2 separate regions of the Mus musculus genome follow, and region 2 is linked to region 1. A link is a contact called in public Hi-C data. All regions are on one chromosome and are shown on one strand. Each heading gives the region's core, a stretch centred on a gene start, on an enhancer-like site or on the middle of the called end of the contact. The rest is flanking DNA. Distances are from core to core; before and after follow the strand shown.

Region 1 (2,778 bases), core at 199-2,698:
AAATTAGCTTTAATACTCACATTTTAACAATCTAAATAAATGCTTTAAGATACTATGTATCTTAAAACCCCCTCATTCTTCTCTTCCATCCTTCTATACTTTATTTTCTTGTTAGGACCAAGTATAGTTTTGTTCAGTTTTAGCTTTAATCTTGAAATTGGAGAAAGGGAAAGGTACTTTTGAACCTTCATGTGCTATTTGCACAACAGGGGACAGAATAACACCCCAACCTAGGTTTTGGAACAAATCTTAGCCACATACCACATGCATTCTGTCAACTGACAGACTCCCTACATGAAATAGCTTAAACAAAACTTTGTAGTCCCCTTACAAAGAGGTTCTTTGAAATAGATTTTATTAGTTTACATAGGACTCTTTCTCAATGAGATATATAACCCAAAGTAAGTGACCAGTCCTAAGCTAATTTGTATTAATATACACAAGAAGTTTCGTGGGTCAAGAAGGCATAGAAAATCATACACAAATTCTTTTGGAGGTTTAAAACTGCTATTGGGTTTATTAAAACTAAAAGCAAAAAGAAATCTCTCAACCCCCACACCATTCACATCAAAAATGCTAATTGATAGGTTAGGAATATCAGTAATGGAATCTCTTAATGTCTGGAATTTTAAATTGCCAATTAAAGCTACTGGATAAGTCAGAGAAGTTATTTACCATACTTTGCCTTTCTGACTCTCAGAAGTTCCTGTTGCGCACACCACCAACAATAACCTTTAGGGACCAGGAGATGTTGAGTTAAGATCCAACACCCAGGTAAAAAGCCAGTTTTGTCTGCAAGGGCCTGTCACCTCAGCACAGAAGGGACAAGTGGTGACACAAACAGATCCATGCAATTTGTGGGTCATCAGCCTCTCCAGAAAGCTTTGAGTTTCAGGATCAATGAAAAAGCTGTCTCAGAGAAATTAGACAGAGAATTAGGAAACCATTCAGTATGCTATGATGTACACATAGGTGTGCAACGGCACACACATCTTCATATGTGTGCACACATATGCATTCACACACAAAGGCGTGGGGAAGAGAGTGGTGTTATGTTAATAAAATCTATTGCACAAATTCCACCAACAAAGTTAGAACTCTTTTTTTATTCAGGTTCTTCCATATCTAAGGACTGGCCATATTACATTTCTGCCCAATACACAGCCACACCAATTTGTTTTGAATTGCAATGAGCCTTTCCATAAGCAGTGCTCAACTGAGCCAACTAATGAGTTCAACTCTCAGAATGTCCGGGCAGCTGGACACCAGCCCTTTGCTCCTGTTGCTTGCACAAACACACGAGTTGTGTTCCCACAGTGGGATCTGGGACTCCTAAGGTCCTGCAGCTTTTTTATCCTGTAAAGCCCATGATGTAGACATGGAAGGGGGTCGGGTTCTGAGAGTAAGAATTTCCAAGACCGGAGTAGACACAGTCTGAAAGGAGCCGGTGAAGCAAGCGATTATTTGTGGTGGGAGGATACGGGCAATGAACAGATGTCTGCAGATACTACAAAGGGAAATAAACACTGCCGAAAAGCTGACTTACGTAGGAAAACTTTAAAGGGGGATTTTTTTTTTTTTTTAAACAGCGATGTTTGGGAACACCCTCGTGAAATTGAGTATTCTGGGTAGCGCTAGCACTTCTGAAAGGGAACAAGTTCTTGTAGTCAGATGACCTTTCTGTTCAAAATCATTAATCTTTTCTATTTATTCTGTCCTTTAAAAAAAAACTACGTAGAAAACACTTATGTGTTAAGCATTATGCTTCCTTGTGTCCTGCCCCTGTCCCCCTACAGCACCCCCAACATGTACACACAGCACTTTGAAGATCAAATGCCATTTGTTAACAACTAGAGGTCATGGACTCTAGAAGCAAAGACAAAACAATTCACTTACTGCAGCAAACTGAAGTCACAAAACAGCCTCCCAGGGTGAAGCCGAAAAACTCAAGAATATCAGGGTGTTGGAGTTGGCTTTTCTGCTCTTGCTGATGCAAGGAGATACCTTGCTGACATAGTCTATCATTTCTGACGAAAGGACTGGGAATGGAGTTTTCTTGATATCATTATATGGAGAAATTTTGCTTGTTTGAAAAGAAACATGAATTAGACATAATTTTTGATGGCAAGTATGGTCTTCCTGTGTTTGAAGTGATGATGTCATATTCAGACCCTTTCTTTCTGGACTCTCTGATCAGGCTCCATTATGGTCCTGTTTTCTTCACTGATTTCCCATACCTTTGCTATTAGAGGGTTTTCGATCATTTTCATAACCAGAAAGCTATAAAAACAATCCTTTCAACTTTCAGATTGACTACAAAGACGTTATCCTATCCTTGTTTTGGCCAGATCTTACTACAATTCCAGCCATTTTCCCCGTTTTTTATGGCATCCGTGTACCTCAAAATTAAGATCCAATTACTTAATGCACGAAGGGTAAATTAATTAAGATTTCAGAGACAACACTTTGATATTGTAAAGTTGTTGTATGCGACAAGGCAGGAAGAAAGGGGCTTATTCTGGAAGTCAGCACTTTACTGTTAACAACTTTATTATCACCTCTCATGTTCTACGTCATCATTTCAGTCTTTAGATTGAAGCTAATGTTAGTTATGAGTTCCCCTGTTGCTAGGTTGGAACAACATCCATGAGATGTTATTAAAGGAAAGTAATGGTGTTAGAATACATTTTATTTGCCACCATGGATTTAATGTTCACTTGCCTTGGTCTCAGAATTTGCAAGGTAGAAAATTTCATTAGCTGTTATGTAGTCCCATCT
Region 2 (2,778 bases), core at 126-2,625, 35 kb before region 1:
AGTGAGAAAGTGCTTGAGAAATTTTCAAAAGTTGACAGTATTTCAGGGAAAACCTTTCATTCATTAAGAGTCCAGGAAGGTCTACTTTCTTGCTTTAGTGAGACCCGTGCCTGGTTCGGTGAAAGGCTTTAGAGGAACAAAGCAATGTGAGTTAGAGGCTCTGTGATAAGAAGATGGTAAATTAGATGGGAGGGGGGTGCGGAGTGGGGGGAGAGAGGATACAAAGCAAGTTAAGGTGCAAATTTATACTGGAGTCTTGGACAACCACCACCACCCCCGCAACACACACCAACCTCTAAGAAAGATGGCTGACATCAGTTAACACGATTAACCCTCCCTTTAACCTCCTCTCCTCAATTAAGGCTCTGCTTTAAAATCCTTACACAAAACGCAGTGAGCGAGCCTAAGTGGTCAGGATTTCTCTGCTCCCCCCACTGTCTTCATTCAGAAAGAGACTTCTCTGTATTTCCATCGCCACTGTACCAAAGGGGATGGGAGAAACGGAATGGATTTTTGTTTATTTGTTTTTCTTTTTCTTTTCTTTTCCTTTACAACCAACTCTTTGGCTCTTCTTTTGGGGTGGTCATATTAGATTAGCTTATCTTTACTTCCCATATCCTCAACTTTTGGCTAGTCAGTGGCAGGGAAGATCGAGCGCTAATCTACTGCAGTCCGGCTCCCACACTGAACGCCTCAGAGACTACTGCGCTGAGTCGGCCAACTTTGGATTCTGGGATTCCCAGGACATCAATCAGGTCAAGCTACATAGAGGTCCACCAGGGGTACATTCCACGCATTCCACTGCTCTCTCTGGGCTCTGTCCTTTAACATCTGGGTTAACTGGATCGTGCAAACAGGGTAACAGGCGCAGAAAACAGCTGGACACGTTGCTGAGCCCAGACTGTACGTGACTAGTTCTTAGAAACCGCTTCTGGATCTCTCTGAGCCAACAAGCTCGTCGGTCTGAGTGCTGGTAGGGAAAGAGCGAGCAAAGCCAGGCAGAGTTTGAACTTCGCCGGGGATGGGGGGGGCAAGTCTGAACTTTTGAGGGCGCTTTTCACTTTTATATAAGTTCTGAAGCTGGCTTCACGCTAAGGTGCAGAATGATAAATCCAGCTTAAATACATATGTTTGCATTCACGTACTTGGCATGTGCTCGCACACAGGGATGTGCCGGGAAAAGCTTAGCTTTTCAGAGCGCTGACCGCCTCCTTTGACGTTTATCTAGGGCGAGCCTTTCCTTTTACTGCGCCTGCGTGCGCGCGCCGCCGACAGGCCCCGCCTCTCTGGTAGGGACCCACAACAGACTTGCGCCGGGAGGCGGGCTGCGCCTGCGCGATCGCCGCGTCAGCCGGTTTCGCGGGGCCGGCGACTGGAAGTCCCGAGAGTTGACTCGTGCTGAGCGTGAGGTTTGCCGCGCCGCGCGTGGGCCAGCGCGCGGAGACTTGAGAAAAAGCGTGGGGTAAAAGTGCTGTCCCGAGCTGCAAGAGTTAGAGGTAGTGTTTCCTTCCGGGCCTGAGCCCGCCGCCCCTTCCCTGCCCCGGCCCCCCCTCCTGGGGACACCCCCCCCCCCCCTAGCGTCCCCTGTTCTGAACTGAGCCCCTGCTGAGGTCATGAAGCTCGTGAGGAAGGATATCGAGAAGGACAATGCGGGCCAGGTCACCCTCGTCCCCGAGGAGCCCGAGGACATGTGGCACACCTTCAATTTAGTGCAGGTGGGCGACAGCCTGCGCGCCTCCACCATCCGCAAGGTCCAGACCGAGTCCTCCACAGGCAGCGTGGGGAGCAACCGTGTCCGCACCACCCTCACCCTTTGCGTGGAGGCCATCGACTTCGACTCCCAGGCCTGCCAGCTGCGGGTGAAGGGGACCAATATCCAAGAGAATGAGTATGTCAAGATGGGGGCTTACCACACCATCGAACTGGAGCCCAACCGCCAGTTCACCCTGGCCAAGAAACAGTGGGACAGTGTGGTTCTGGAACGCATCGAGCAGGCTTGCGACCCGGCGTGGAGCGCTGATGTGGCAGCTGTGGTCATGCAGGAGGGCCTGGCCCACGTCTGCTTAGTCACGCCCAGCATGACCCTTACCCGGGCCAAGGTGGAGGTGAACATCCCCAGGAAACGGAAAGGCAACTGCTCCCAGCATGACCGGGCCCTGGAGCGGTTCTATGAACAGGTGGTCCAGGCCATCCAGCGCCACATAAACTTCGAGGTTGTAAAGTGCGTTCTGGTGGCCAGCCCTGGATTCGTGCGAGAGCAGTTCTGCGATTACATGTTTCAGCAAGCTGTGAAGACGGACAATAAAGTGCTCCTGGAAAACCGCTCCAAATTCCTTCAGGTAAAAATCTTACCCAGAGAGAGTTTCCTAATGTTTTAGAATGGGGAGGAGCCGAAGGCTTGGCTGGGACTATAAATGAGATTGTAACTGAACCCTGCAGTATCTAGCACTTTAAAAAGTTGTCCAAGTCCTTAAACAGGTTAGGCCTTATTCATGTGTTTGTCAAATGTCATCGTGGGCTGATTAATGGATACTTTCAGAGATTCTTTGTCTTTTATAATTGTGATTCTAGGTGCACGCCTCCTCTGGACACAAGTACTCCCTGAAAGAGGCCCTCTGCGACCCTACTGTAGCGAGCCGCCTTTCAGACACAAAGGCAGCGGGCGAAGTAAAAGCCTTGGATGACTTCTACAAAATGTTACAGCACGAGCCCGACCGAGCGTTCTATGGACTCAAGCAGGTGGAGAGGGCCAACGAAGCCTTGGCCATAGACACTTTG

Evidence for each region. Hi-C and Micro-C count contacts between places; a contact is called where the count stands out from the background.
Region 2: a Hi-C map of uterus shows a contact between it and region 1, with 2.8 times the contacts expected there. The contact joins the promoter of Pelo here to the enhancer-like site in region 1. A contact is called at or near these places in 3 of 39 promoter capture datasets (the C10 cell line, liver and macrophages), 17 of 484 Hi-C or Micro-C datasets (CD4 T cells, cerebral cortex, embryonic fibroblasts and 4 more), 4 of 115 datasets of contacts at active chromatin or transcription factors (bone marrow-derived macrophages, cardiomyocytes, effector CD8 T cells and 1 more) and 2 of 9 other capture datasets (adipose tissue and liver).

The regions. Positions count from the first base shown.
Region 1 is chr13:115,053,556-115,056,333 of GRCm38.p6, reverse strand. All of the region lies in intron 1 of Itga1 (integrin alpha 1), which reads left to right. Among named protein-coding and RNA genes, the nearest start is that of Pelo, 35 kb to the left of the region's middle. Within about 2 kb of position 1,448, at least 16 of the 459 cell types and tissues checked have an H3K27ac peak or open chromatin away from gene starts, as enhancers often do. A contact at or near this core is called in liver and uterus, where this site is marked.
Region 2 is chr13:115,088,755-115,091,532 of GRCm38.p6, reverse strand. It overlaps Pelo (pelota mRNA surveillance and ribosome rescue factor), which reads left to right and starts at 1,375. Exons shown (of 2, transcript NM_134058.3): 1 at 1,375-2,339; 2 at 2,572-2,778. The coding sequence starts at 1,614. All of the region lies in intron 1 of Itga1 (integrin alpha 1), which reads left to right.